Linked DNA regions of Sus scrofa: all the other regions are linked to region 1. The links are chromatin contacts, called in public HiChIP or PLAC-seq maps. All regions are on one chromosome and are shown on one strand. The core of a region is the stretch at or near the end of the contact, and the rest is flanking DNA. Distances in the headings are between cores, read along the strand shown.

Region 1 (3,406 bases), core at 613-3,112:
GAAAACCACCGAAGTTTAACTGTGTCCCCTCCATTTTATCCCTCGCCTCCAATACACTAAATTCATGTCACTTGCCTCTCATGACCACTGGATTTATAAGACCATTAAAAAATACTTTTATAATCACTCTGTGTAAAATACTATGGTCATTATTACAATGATTTAAATGCCTGCAGTAGTGCAGTAGGATCTGGGGGGAGTTTATTAATACCTTAGTGAAACGTGCCATGAATAAGCCACTGGGATATTTGCTTTCAAAAAGTTCCCTGATTTTTTTTTCCCGTGAGATCAGTTCACATTGAGCTCACACTGTGATAACTCCATCCAATGAGAAAAGGTAAACTGGTACCTCATTTCCTCTACCCCACGGTGCTTCTCTCCACCAAAACCTACCCCAGGATCAGCTAAAGCCTTGATTCTCAACCATCATTATGCATTAAAATCCACCTGCGGAGGAGTTCCTATTGTGGCTCAGTGGAAATAAACCCAACTAGTATCCATGAGGATGCTGGTTCAATCCCTGGCCTTGCTCAGCAGGTGAAAGATCCAGTGTTGCCATGAGCTATGGTGTAGGTTGCTGATGTGGCTCAGATCTAGCGTGGCTGTGGCTGTGGCGTAGGCCTAGTCTGGGAACTTCCATATGCCGCACTTGTGGCCCTTAAAAAAAAAAAAAATCCAACTGGGGAGACTTTTTAATGACAAATGCCAGCCCACCCACCTCCGCAAGATGATAATTCAACTGATCTGGGTAAGGCCAGGAAACCAGTGTAATTTTAAGCATATCCCCAAATTCTAAGCATGACTGAGCTCAAGTGTCCACCTTACCAGACAGATAATCAAAGTGAGCAAAGAGGAAAATAGAAGTAAAACAAGTCTGAGGGGAGAAGGTGGAAGATGAAGGAGGAAGGGGGCCATGAGGAACCACAGACCCATCTAGAGGTGGCAGCCACTTTGCAGCTCCAAACTTGGAAAAGCTGAGCGAAGACATTCTAGGGATGGTCAGATGTTCCAATCTTTCCAGAGAAGCCAGAAACCCAGAGTCCCGGGACAAATCTCTCTATCAATGTCTGCACAGATTTCCCTTTAGAAAAAATGTTCTGGGTGACTCAAGTTCAAAGGCATTTACAGTCTTGCTCACCTGCTCAGGCTACCTGATTACAGGTGTCTGTTACTTTATCCTAATTACAGAGCCATTCTTGACTTTCTAAACAGTAGCCACTATTGCTCTCAATCAAATACTGATTTCTGATCATCACTATCGAAGGCTTCAGAGCTCTAGCTTCTCGCTCACATGCTCTACCCAATACAAGTTTGTGGATTAGCCACACCTAATTGCCAAGCCTAAGAACATAGAAGGGAAGTCAAAAGTCATCTAGAAAGACAGATGCAGAACCCGGGATCTAGAAAAGCTAACAGACCTGCCCAGGACCACAAAGACTACTCAAGGTGGGGTGACCACATCTCTCTTGGTATTGGCATTGAAGTCCCCTGTCCTGGGAAACCAAGGCAAAGTGGGATGGTTGGTCTCCCTAGAAGAAGGTCAGAGCCACACCACTGTCCCCTATGCAGGCACTCCCATCAACCTGGAATTCCTGATACATATACACATTCTAGCTTCATGGGTTGCTCCCTGTTAAGATTCAAACTCCTTGAAGGAAGGGATTCAAATCCTGCAAATAAAGTACTTGATATTTGTTGGGAAAAGTCCTCGTGGCTCCTTGGTCAAGAGAGAAGCTCGCTGGTGTGGTAAAGCCCAGGCATCACTGCTCTGGGAATCTAAAAACCCAAGGCCTTGACCATCCATCAGAGCTTCCTTCTCAGCCCCTAGTAACTGCTTCACCACTTCACTGACAGAAAGCTTGAGTAACACAAAGAATGAATCAGATGAGTGACTTTCAGCTGCTTCCTTCTCTCCTCGGACCCACAAAAGCTCCCTCTTGCCCTAATGAGGTGATTACCCAGCATCAAGGGACATGGCATCCAGTGTGTTCTGAATTCTCCACTCAGAAGGCAGGCTCTCAGCCGTGAAAGAAGTCAGTCTTTGCAGCCTCTCGCAGATGCCTGCTTGGGAATTACTCAAGAGCGTCGGAGCTGAATCCAGAGTGTTTTGCGTGGACGGCGAGGCAATCTGGTGTGGCAATAAGATCTGGGTTCAAATCTAGCACTGACATGAATTGGCCATGAGCCCCTCCCTTTGGGAAGCAATGCAAATGGAGATCCAGCTTCTTGATCTGTGATACTTTCTACCTTCCAGGGTTTCAGTTTGCCAAGGGCCTGGCCCTTAATGAGTGATGGCTGTTTCTGAACGATCCCCAGGTCTCCTGTCAGGCCTCCACGGTCAGCTGGGGGATCTCCTGCTACTGTCTGATTTAAAAAAATACAACCAGCCTTCCTGACCTAGTTTTATTCTGAATCAGACAGTGGTTTTCTTACCGCCCCCCAAGTCCCCTTTCTCAAAAGATGCAAGCAAAGCTGTGTGAGACACAGAAAGTGGAGGCAAGTGTCAGCAAAATGTCACCACAACTGACACAAAGGATTTTTCTAGCCCGTCCAGTTTTGATGAGGAAAGCAGCAAGCCCGACTCCCAGTGTTGGTAAACATCACGCTTCAAAGAATTTCCTAGGTCAGCACCTCAAAGTCTGAAATCCGTTCCCCTGAATTCATTACAACCCCGAGTAACATGCCATCTCTCAGAGCAAAACTCTACTTTATGATTCACAGCATAGAGCCAGTCCCCTGTAGATGCTGTAGTTAAAATTACAACCAAAACAAGACCAAAAAAAAAAAAAAACAAGCCCTGGGCCCTTATGTTTTACAATCTAAACAAGATAAAACAAAGCAAGATTTATGCATGCCTGGGAAACAATTCACACGGACATCATTTTAAGCTAACTGTATCTTAGATATAAGAATAAACGGCCACCGTTGTACTAGCATGAAACCTGTTACGGCAGTTCTGACTTTTTACATAAGAAAGTTTGACCTTAGGTCACTGGATAAAATTACACAGCTCAAATTTATTCTTGGCAAGCTCTGTGGGGTATAATCCACTTTGCAAGGGGAAACAAGCAGTAGCTATCAAAATCCTATAGACACTCACCTACGACAAATACTACCACCACTTCCTCAACACTCACAGACTCGGGAATGGCCATGCCATTCTCAAATATCTCCACATGAAGTCAAGAAATAATCCAAGAATCCACGTAACAGGAAGTGTGACATTCTAACCTGACAAGAGAAATGGGCATTAAAAAGCATTACTTAGGTCTGTAGTCAATTTCTAGGTTTTGATATTATTCTAGAACACATAAGATGACACCATAAGGGGAAGTTGGGTCCACAAAACTGTGAATAGTCTTTCTGCAACTTCCTGTTAAATAATTATTTCAAAATAAAAAGTTGC
Region 2 (3,406 bases), core at 383-2,882, 180 kb before region 1:
AAAAATAGAAACCAGTCTGTATGACACCAAAGCTGCCACCATTCTTGCTGGAGGGCCCAGTTCTTATCATAAAGAAAGAGGTTCAAAGCATCCCCTTCTCTCATCAGTGGAGAAATAAGGTGATGCGATTTCATGAATTAAGCATGGTCCTGCCTGCCTTTCCCCACGCATCAGAAGGCCCAGAGTAGGGAGGATTGTGTATGCAGGGGTGAGGGTATTTCCCAGCAGACCCCTCTCCTCCCGATTGTGTGTGTGTGTGTGTGTGTGTGTGTGTGTGTGTTCTGTCTTTTCAGGGCTTCTCACATGGCATATGGAGGTTCCCAGGCTAGGGGTCTAATAGTAGCTACAGCTGCCAGCCTATAACACAGCCACAGCAATGCCAGATCCGAGCCACGTCTGCAACCTACAGCATAGCTCACGGCAATGCTGGATCCTGAACCCAATGAGCGAAGCCAGGGATCAAACCCACAACCTCGTGGTTCCTAGACAGATTTGTTTCCGCTGCACCATGATGGGAACTCCTCCTCCTGATTTTGGACACTGAGGCCCAGAGTCAAGGTGACACCCTGGAACTAGGAGTCTTGTTGATCCAAGAATTGGAGCAATATCACTCCCTAGAAAGCCTTTTCCTTCTCTGACTTAAGAAACTAAGGATGAAGGAATTTCTCTATTCCATAAACCCTATCACCTAAGATTTATTGAGACACAGCCAAAGGGGGCTTGCATGGGGTCATCACCCTGCAGCGTGCCACCTCCTCTGTCTCGGGGATGAGACCTGTCTCCAGAGGTCTCAGCCAGCAGCTTGCAACCCCTTAATGCTCTTGGTTTCCACTTCAATTTAAATTCCCATTAAAAAAAAACCCTCAAACTGATTAAAATTTCAATCTATGTTAACTCATCAGGAGGTGGGGAAAGGGAAGACAAGGCAAAGGAGAGAACAGGCTGCAGCAAAGGAGCAGGGCTTTCCCTGTTTCTTCAGCGGGGCCTGTGATTGTAGCTGGAGGCAGCTCTGTTTGCAGAACTGGTCACGAGATACTCAGAGCTTGAACAGAGAGCTTTAGGAAAACAATTCAATCTAGCCACATGTGCACATGACTTTAGCCAGGGGGAGGCAGAAGGCAGAACTGCAGAATGAGGAGCCTTTTCTTTTCCAGCTGGTGAATCGGGGGTATGGGAAGATTCTTTGGTGAATGGCAGTGTTCTCAGCTTTAGGGTGCAGTGGATGTTATGCACCCCCCGCCCCCCAGTCAACATCCCTGCTCCCTGTGCCCCATAGCAGATACACACACTGGTCTCCTGGACCCTACTTCCCTTCATCCTTGGGGCCCTTGTGACTTCCCATTTAAAACATAATAATTCTGCAGCCCTGCCCAGAGTTGGTTAGTCCGTGGAGAGTACCTGGTGAGCGCTGGCCCCGTGGGCGTCCTCCCCAGGGAGGGCTGGATGGATGCGAAGAGCCAATCCTCCCCAGAGCCAAAGCGGAGGGTTAGAAACCTGGCTGTGGAAGCCAGCAGCAGTCCCGCCACCTGGAGGTCAGGCTCCAGACAGAAAAAGAGAAAGTCCTCACAGAGAGGAAGCCAAGTGTGAGAGGGTGCAGGTCCCGGCCGGGGCTTGGTCCACAGTTCCCGGTAGATCTCTGTCTGGTGCGTGCCTGCCTTCCCCTGGGTCCTGAGAGTTTCCCAGTTCCAAGTGAGGAAAGCTGAGCTTCTGCCACTTCAACAGAAAGAACGTGGACGAGTACACTTGTGATCAGCTTCTTCATTTTGACCATCATGAGTTTTTAACCATTTTTAAAACAGTAGCTTCCTCTTCTTCTTTGACAAACACAGAAGTTGGTTTATTCCATAGCTTGAGAACAACTATTCAGTGATGAATCATATATTTTCCTTAGGAAACACAAGGCCATAGAGAATGCCTTGCCCCAAACTGGCCACTTTACTAACTGCTACTCAAGTATAAGTCCTGGAAAGGTTGGGGTTGGGTTTGTCGATTCTATTGCGTGAAGATCTTGTCTTTTGCCAGGCCAGCCTCCTCCATCCACGCTGGCACCACCCCACCCTGCTTGGACTGCTCACAGCCTCAGGGTGGGGCTCCCTGTCTGAATGGTGACACCCCTGAGCCTTCCCAGACTGACGGCTCTTCTTTCCCTTTCTCAGCAGGTGCTCCCATGAGCCAGGCTGCCCTCTACTCTCAGACTGGGAAGCAGGTACCCGAGGGGTGAAGGGCATGGCTTGGGGAGGCACAGGTCTCCATCCTGGAACAGCATCCCAGAGGAACGGGATACCAGGTCCCTGTGCCATGAACCAGGGCCAGAGAGAAGTGGGAAACAGGAGGGAGCCTCTTTTTTCTCTTCTACTGTCTATGCCAAGTAGAGTCAGTCTCTCCTTGCAAAGCTTCCAGGGGTTCTAGAGCACCCAGCACCCAGGCTGTGTCTGTGCAGCTCCTGGTGAAGCAGGAGCCAGAGTGGCCAGTCCCCATCACATCATCTCCTACTTCTACTGGCCTCCCTGCCTCTCCTCATCCTCACTGCTCTGGGCTTGCACCTCCTTCCCCCAGAAGCAGTCATACTTCCATCTTTGCCTCAGGCCCGGCTTTCTAGAACTCTGGGCTAAGACACTGTTTCCTGGCTTACAGCCCTTTCAACCCACCCTCTCCGGTGCCACAGTTTCCAGAAGGGAAGATTTGGTTGCCCTTTATTAAAGTTTTCAAAAGCAATGAGAGACCACCTCCTCGGCTAAGCACACACGACGGGTTTTCACAACCTGGGCTGTGAAGGGCCCTCGAACATCACCTCCTGCCACATCCTCTCCTCCTTTGCTTAAGGCCCACCTGCATTTACTCTGCATTCTCAAATCCCCCCTCCTCTTGGGTGTATCTGGCCTACCATGGCCTTCCTGAGATGCCCTTCCTTCCTCCCTCATTTTGTCTCCTGCCTGGACGCCTTCTCCCCTCATCCTTTACAAGTCCTGGGCTCACCCACGTGAAGTGAGCGGCTGCCTCCTCGCTGTCCTAGGTATTTTCCTGAGAGGTCCCTTCGGGCCGAGTTGTCACTGTGTGTCTCCACCCCGCGGGACTGTGAACTCACAAGGGCAGGACACTGTGTGTGCAGAGGTCTGGCACAGAGCAGGTGCTCCATAAACACACACTGGCTGTGTGAGGACGATAAAGAGGGCGTGTGAATCACAGGGCATTATGGGAAAGGAGTGTCAGGCTTGACCCAGCTCCTTCTGTCGGAGGTGGGGTGGTCCCGCCCATCTTCCTGGCCTGCTGCAGGGGCCAAGTTCTACATCAAAACCCACTCCTAGAAAATGAGTTTACAGTCCACGACTTTACCTAAGGGTGTACTTAAATCAAAATAAAATAAAAGGAGAGCTGCACACTTTAGAAGTTATATTTCATAGTGGAT
Region 3 (3,406 bases), core at 334-2,833, 140 kb before region 1:
GAGAAAATATAGACAATGGACTGGTAGGTCACAGAAAGATAAAGCACACTGTTAATTGTGGAGTCTAGGCTGTAGGTTTCTATTTCACATTTCTTTCACTTTCTTTATATTTCAATTTTTTTTTTTTAAACAAACAGGGAAGAATGCCGTTCATGGCTTTCACAATGTTGATGCCGATTCTGATGATGACAGAACCAGCATGACAGAAAAAACTACCAAAAAATAAAGTTACATCACACAAGAAACAATTCCATTTCAAACACTGTACCGTTGTGATGTTATGCGTCAAATTTCATCAAAAGTGACTTTTTTTCCACCCAGTGGTAATGATGCTGGGCTCTTTGAGAAGCAGGAGGCTGGGATACAGGCAGGGGAAACTATTATGTACAGTTGAGCTGAAAAGATGAGTGTCTGAACTGTTGACAGAAGGTACACCAGGGTAAATTTTTCAAGTGTCAAAAAGCAATTTAGGAAGGAATGGACTCTTTAGAAGAATGTCACTCCTGAAGGCTGAGGCTCAGACTGAAGGAGTTGCAAGGTTGATCCTATTACTCACTGGTCTGCACAGAAATAAAAGGCAAAAGCCTTCCTGATCCAAGTTAAAGGCCAAAAAGGCGGTTTGAATCACAAATAGCTCTTTGGCTTGTCAGGCCCTAAAAATAAAGTCATACACGGAAGCCAGAGATCCTCAGCTAAGACCAACACCTTTGTTTCTGGCATGAAAAAGGACTGGCTCATTTCTAAAATTCTGTTCTGTCAGACAAAATTTGGGGTCTACAAGCCACTATTTTGATCTGATTGCACTTAGTAAACATGACTGTGAACCCCAAATCCTTGAAGAAGTTCAAAGAGTTAGAATGTCAATGAAAACAACCCCTTGTGAAAACACAATCATGAGACTAAACCCTATGGGAAGACAAAGGGGGAGTAACCTGAGGCCGTTGGCTCCAAGAAGCTTCTGTAAACTTAGATTTGTGCCCTTCTTCCCTTCCCTACATTGCTTCGTGGACTGAAAACAGGACAGGCATTATCATTCAATTTAATTTAATTCAGTCTGTAAATATTTTCTGAATGCCTACTCTGTGCCAGACATTCTTCAAAATGTTGGAGTCTCAGCAATGAACAAAACAGACAGGACCCCTACTAATATTATTTCCAATTCCAGTGGAGAAAAAGAGAAAATAATAGTCCATGGAACATAAATGCTGCATGGTAATACAGCTACAGAGGAAAATAAAGCAGGCAAGAGGCCTGAGAATTTGGGAGAGAAAGGGGTTAAATTTAAAAAAAAAAGGTGTGTGTATGTGGGGGGAGGTGTCAAGGTTAGTTTCATTAAAGTGACATTTGAGTTAAAGTAAGTCCTGAAGGAGGAAGAGAGGAATATTCCAGAAGGTGGAACCACCAATGCAAAGGTGCTTCGTAGGAGTGTGCCTGGCCCACCTAAGAAACAGTAAGGAGGTTAGAGGTTAGGGAGCAAGAAGATGTGCAGTAAGAGCTGAGGTCGGGGTAGCAGGACCCGACCACACCAGGCCTTGAGGCTACTGGGGTGACTCATCTTTCTTTCAGCCAGAGGCCACATCATGGTGGGTGACAATGTGATTTATATTTTCATGAACTCAACTTCATTCTGTAGTTGGGTCTATTTGTTCTTTCTTTACTAATGCCAAAAATATTAATCACCAGTGACATTACAACTGCAAGTCCTAAAGATTCAGCAGTGACCACGCTGGTGAAAATCACAAAGTGGGCCCCAAGCTGGGACAGGGGTGCATGGCTCCTGGAAGGAGGGCTTTCCGGAGGACAGGACACCTCCCTGCAGGGTGGGCAAGGAGGTGGTGGGGAACGAGGGATGGGGCTATAGACAGGGAACAGTGCATGCCATGGCCTGGGTATCAGAGAGGACCTGGTACCCAGGGAGACATCTAAACACGGAGAGGAGGCAGGACAACATCAGAGGAGCCAGCAGGGGCAAGATGCTGTAACAAAAGGAAAGGGGCTGGGGGTGAAACAGGGAGGCTCTGAACGAACACTTCAGAACCCCCAACTGCTCCTTGCTCAACTCCCAAATTTCCATGTGCCAAGAAATACTGAATGTCCCCCGGTCTGGACTATAACTATACAATGTGAGCACCCAGAAGGCAAATCCTCAAGAGTACTTAAAAATAGCTTAAGTGGAAATAAACCAATCCAATCAGACTTTGCTGAGAGTGTCGGAAATGTTCCACGACAGTGATACGAACAGGGAGGCTGCTAAGCAGACAAATGAAGGTTACTGAAACTTTTCAACGCTTGGAGGTAAATATAAATTTGAGATTCAAGGTGCCTGAAACCGGGAATGAGGAATCTGGTCGTCTCTGGGATTGCTACGTTCAGCCACAGTCTCCAGGGCAAGAGAGGAAATAACACAATAAAATAGAGATGTTTCATCACGGCTGATGTTTTTACATAAGTCAGATGAAGTTGTGCAAGAGGGCGCCATGCAAATGATGAGAACTATGCAAACACAGGATAATTCAAGGTGCAAGATACCAACTTCAGGGTTTTATTTTCTCTTGAAAATGTTATAGGCAGATGTCATCTCTATTTTTTTTTTTTTTTTTCCTGTGTAGGCAGATTCCTTTCATTTGTTTACTGAGGGATAATCACCTTGTTGGAGACTGAGAAAAAATAAAAAAAGAATGCCTTTAGGAGTTTAGAAAAAGTGGTATGCACAGCTGACTAAAGGCCAACTGATATAGTGCCTAAAAACAGGGTCAAGCCAAATCCCTGGAAAGCCCAGAAAAATCCAGAATTAATTCTCAACAAGAAACAGCAAAAGTCTCCCCAAATAAATACAAGGTCCACTTGACAGACTATAAAACACCTTTGAAAACAGTGGTTTTAAAAGTAGAACCTTGAAAAGTTCTTCTGCTACATTAAGTGGGAAAAAAGCAGATACGAAATTTTAGTATGTACGTTACAACCATATGAAAACGTACCCCTAATGAAGACGGTAAGGCTTACATTAGGGTATGAGAGCCTTTTTCCATGGGGGAGGAGTTCCCTGCTTTTGTAATAGAGGTGTGTGTGGGTTTCAGTTTGATTAGAAAGATGGAGGAAGCCATTTAAATAGAGTTTTCAAGGAAATAATAAAATTTTGCTCTGGGATGCTTTGGAGGAGGCAAAGGTGGTGAGGAGTCATGGTGGTATCTTGAGAGACCAGCAGGCTGCCTGGGGTGAGGCCAGGCCAGGGGAGAGCTGAGCTGGGGAGAGAGGGCAGGGCCCTGAAAGGACTTGGGACCCGACCCCATGGTCAAAGGGAGGGCACTGTGGTCTTTGAAGAGGAATGGCCTGGTCCAAGCTGAGTTCTTCACTGTTGGCTCTGGGGCAGGAGACCCTCAGCGCTCAGTGCAGAAGCTAGGCTCTG

Evidence for each region. HiChIP or PLAC-seq counts read pairs in DNA pulled down with a chosen protein or histone mark.
Region 2: an H3K27ac HiChIP or PLAC-seq map of alveolar macrophages shows a contact between it and region 1. The contact joins two enhancer-like sites. A contact is called at or near these places in 2 of 2 datasets of contacts at active chromatin or transcription factors (alveolar macrophages and skeletal muscle).
Region 3: an H3K27ac HiChIP or PLAC-seq map of alveolar macrophages shows a contact between it and region 1. The contact joins two enhancer-like sites. A contact is called at or near these places in 2 of 2 datasets of contacts at active chromatin or transcription factors (alveolar macrophages and skeletal muscle).

Annotation. Positions count from the first base shown.
Region 1 is chr15:17,783,284-17,786,689 of Sscrofa11.1, forward strand. The region is part of intron 1 of MGAT5 (alpha-1,6-mannosylglycoprotein 6-beta-N-acetylglucosaminyltransferase A); the gene reads right to left. Among named protein-coding and RNA genes, the nearest start is that of MGAT5, 130 kb to the right of the region's middle. Within about 2 kb of position 1,863, at least 6 of the 83 cell types and tissues checked have an H3K27ac peak or open chromatin away from gene starts, as enhancers often do. A contact at or near this core is called in alveolar macrophages, where this site is marked.
Region 2 is chr15:17,599,774-17,603,179 of Sscrofa11.1, forward strand. The region is part of intron 11 of MGAT5 (alpha-1,6-mannosylglycoprotein 6-beta-N-acetylglucosaminyltransferase A); the gene reads right to left. Among named protein-coding and RNA genes, the nearest start is that of MGAT5, 320 kb to the right of the region's middle. Within about 2 kb of position 1,633, at least 12 of the 83 cell types and tissues checked have an H3K27ac peak or open chromatin away from gene starts, as enhancers often do. A contact at or near this core is called in alveolar macrophages, where this site is marked.
Region 3 is chr15:17,647,513-17,650,918 of Sscrofa11.1, forward strand. All of the region lies in intron 10 of MGAT5 (alpha-1,6-mannosylglycoprotein 6-beta-N-acetylglucosaminyltransferase A), which reads right to left. Among named protein-coding and RNA genes, the nearest start is that of MGAT5, 270 kb to the right of the region's middle. Within about 2 kb of position 1,584, at least 14 of the 83 cell types and tissues checked have an H3K27ac peak or open chromatin away from gene starts, as enhancers often do. A contact at or near this core is called in alveolar macrophages, where this site is marked.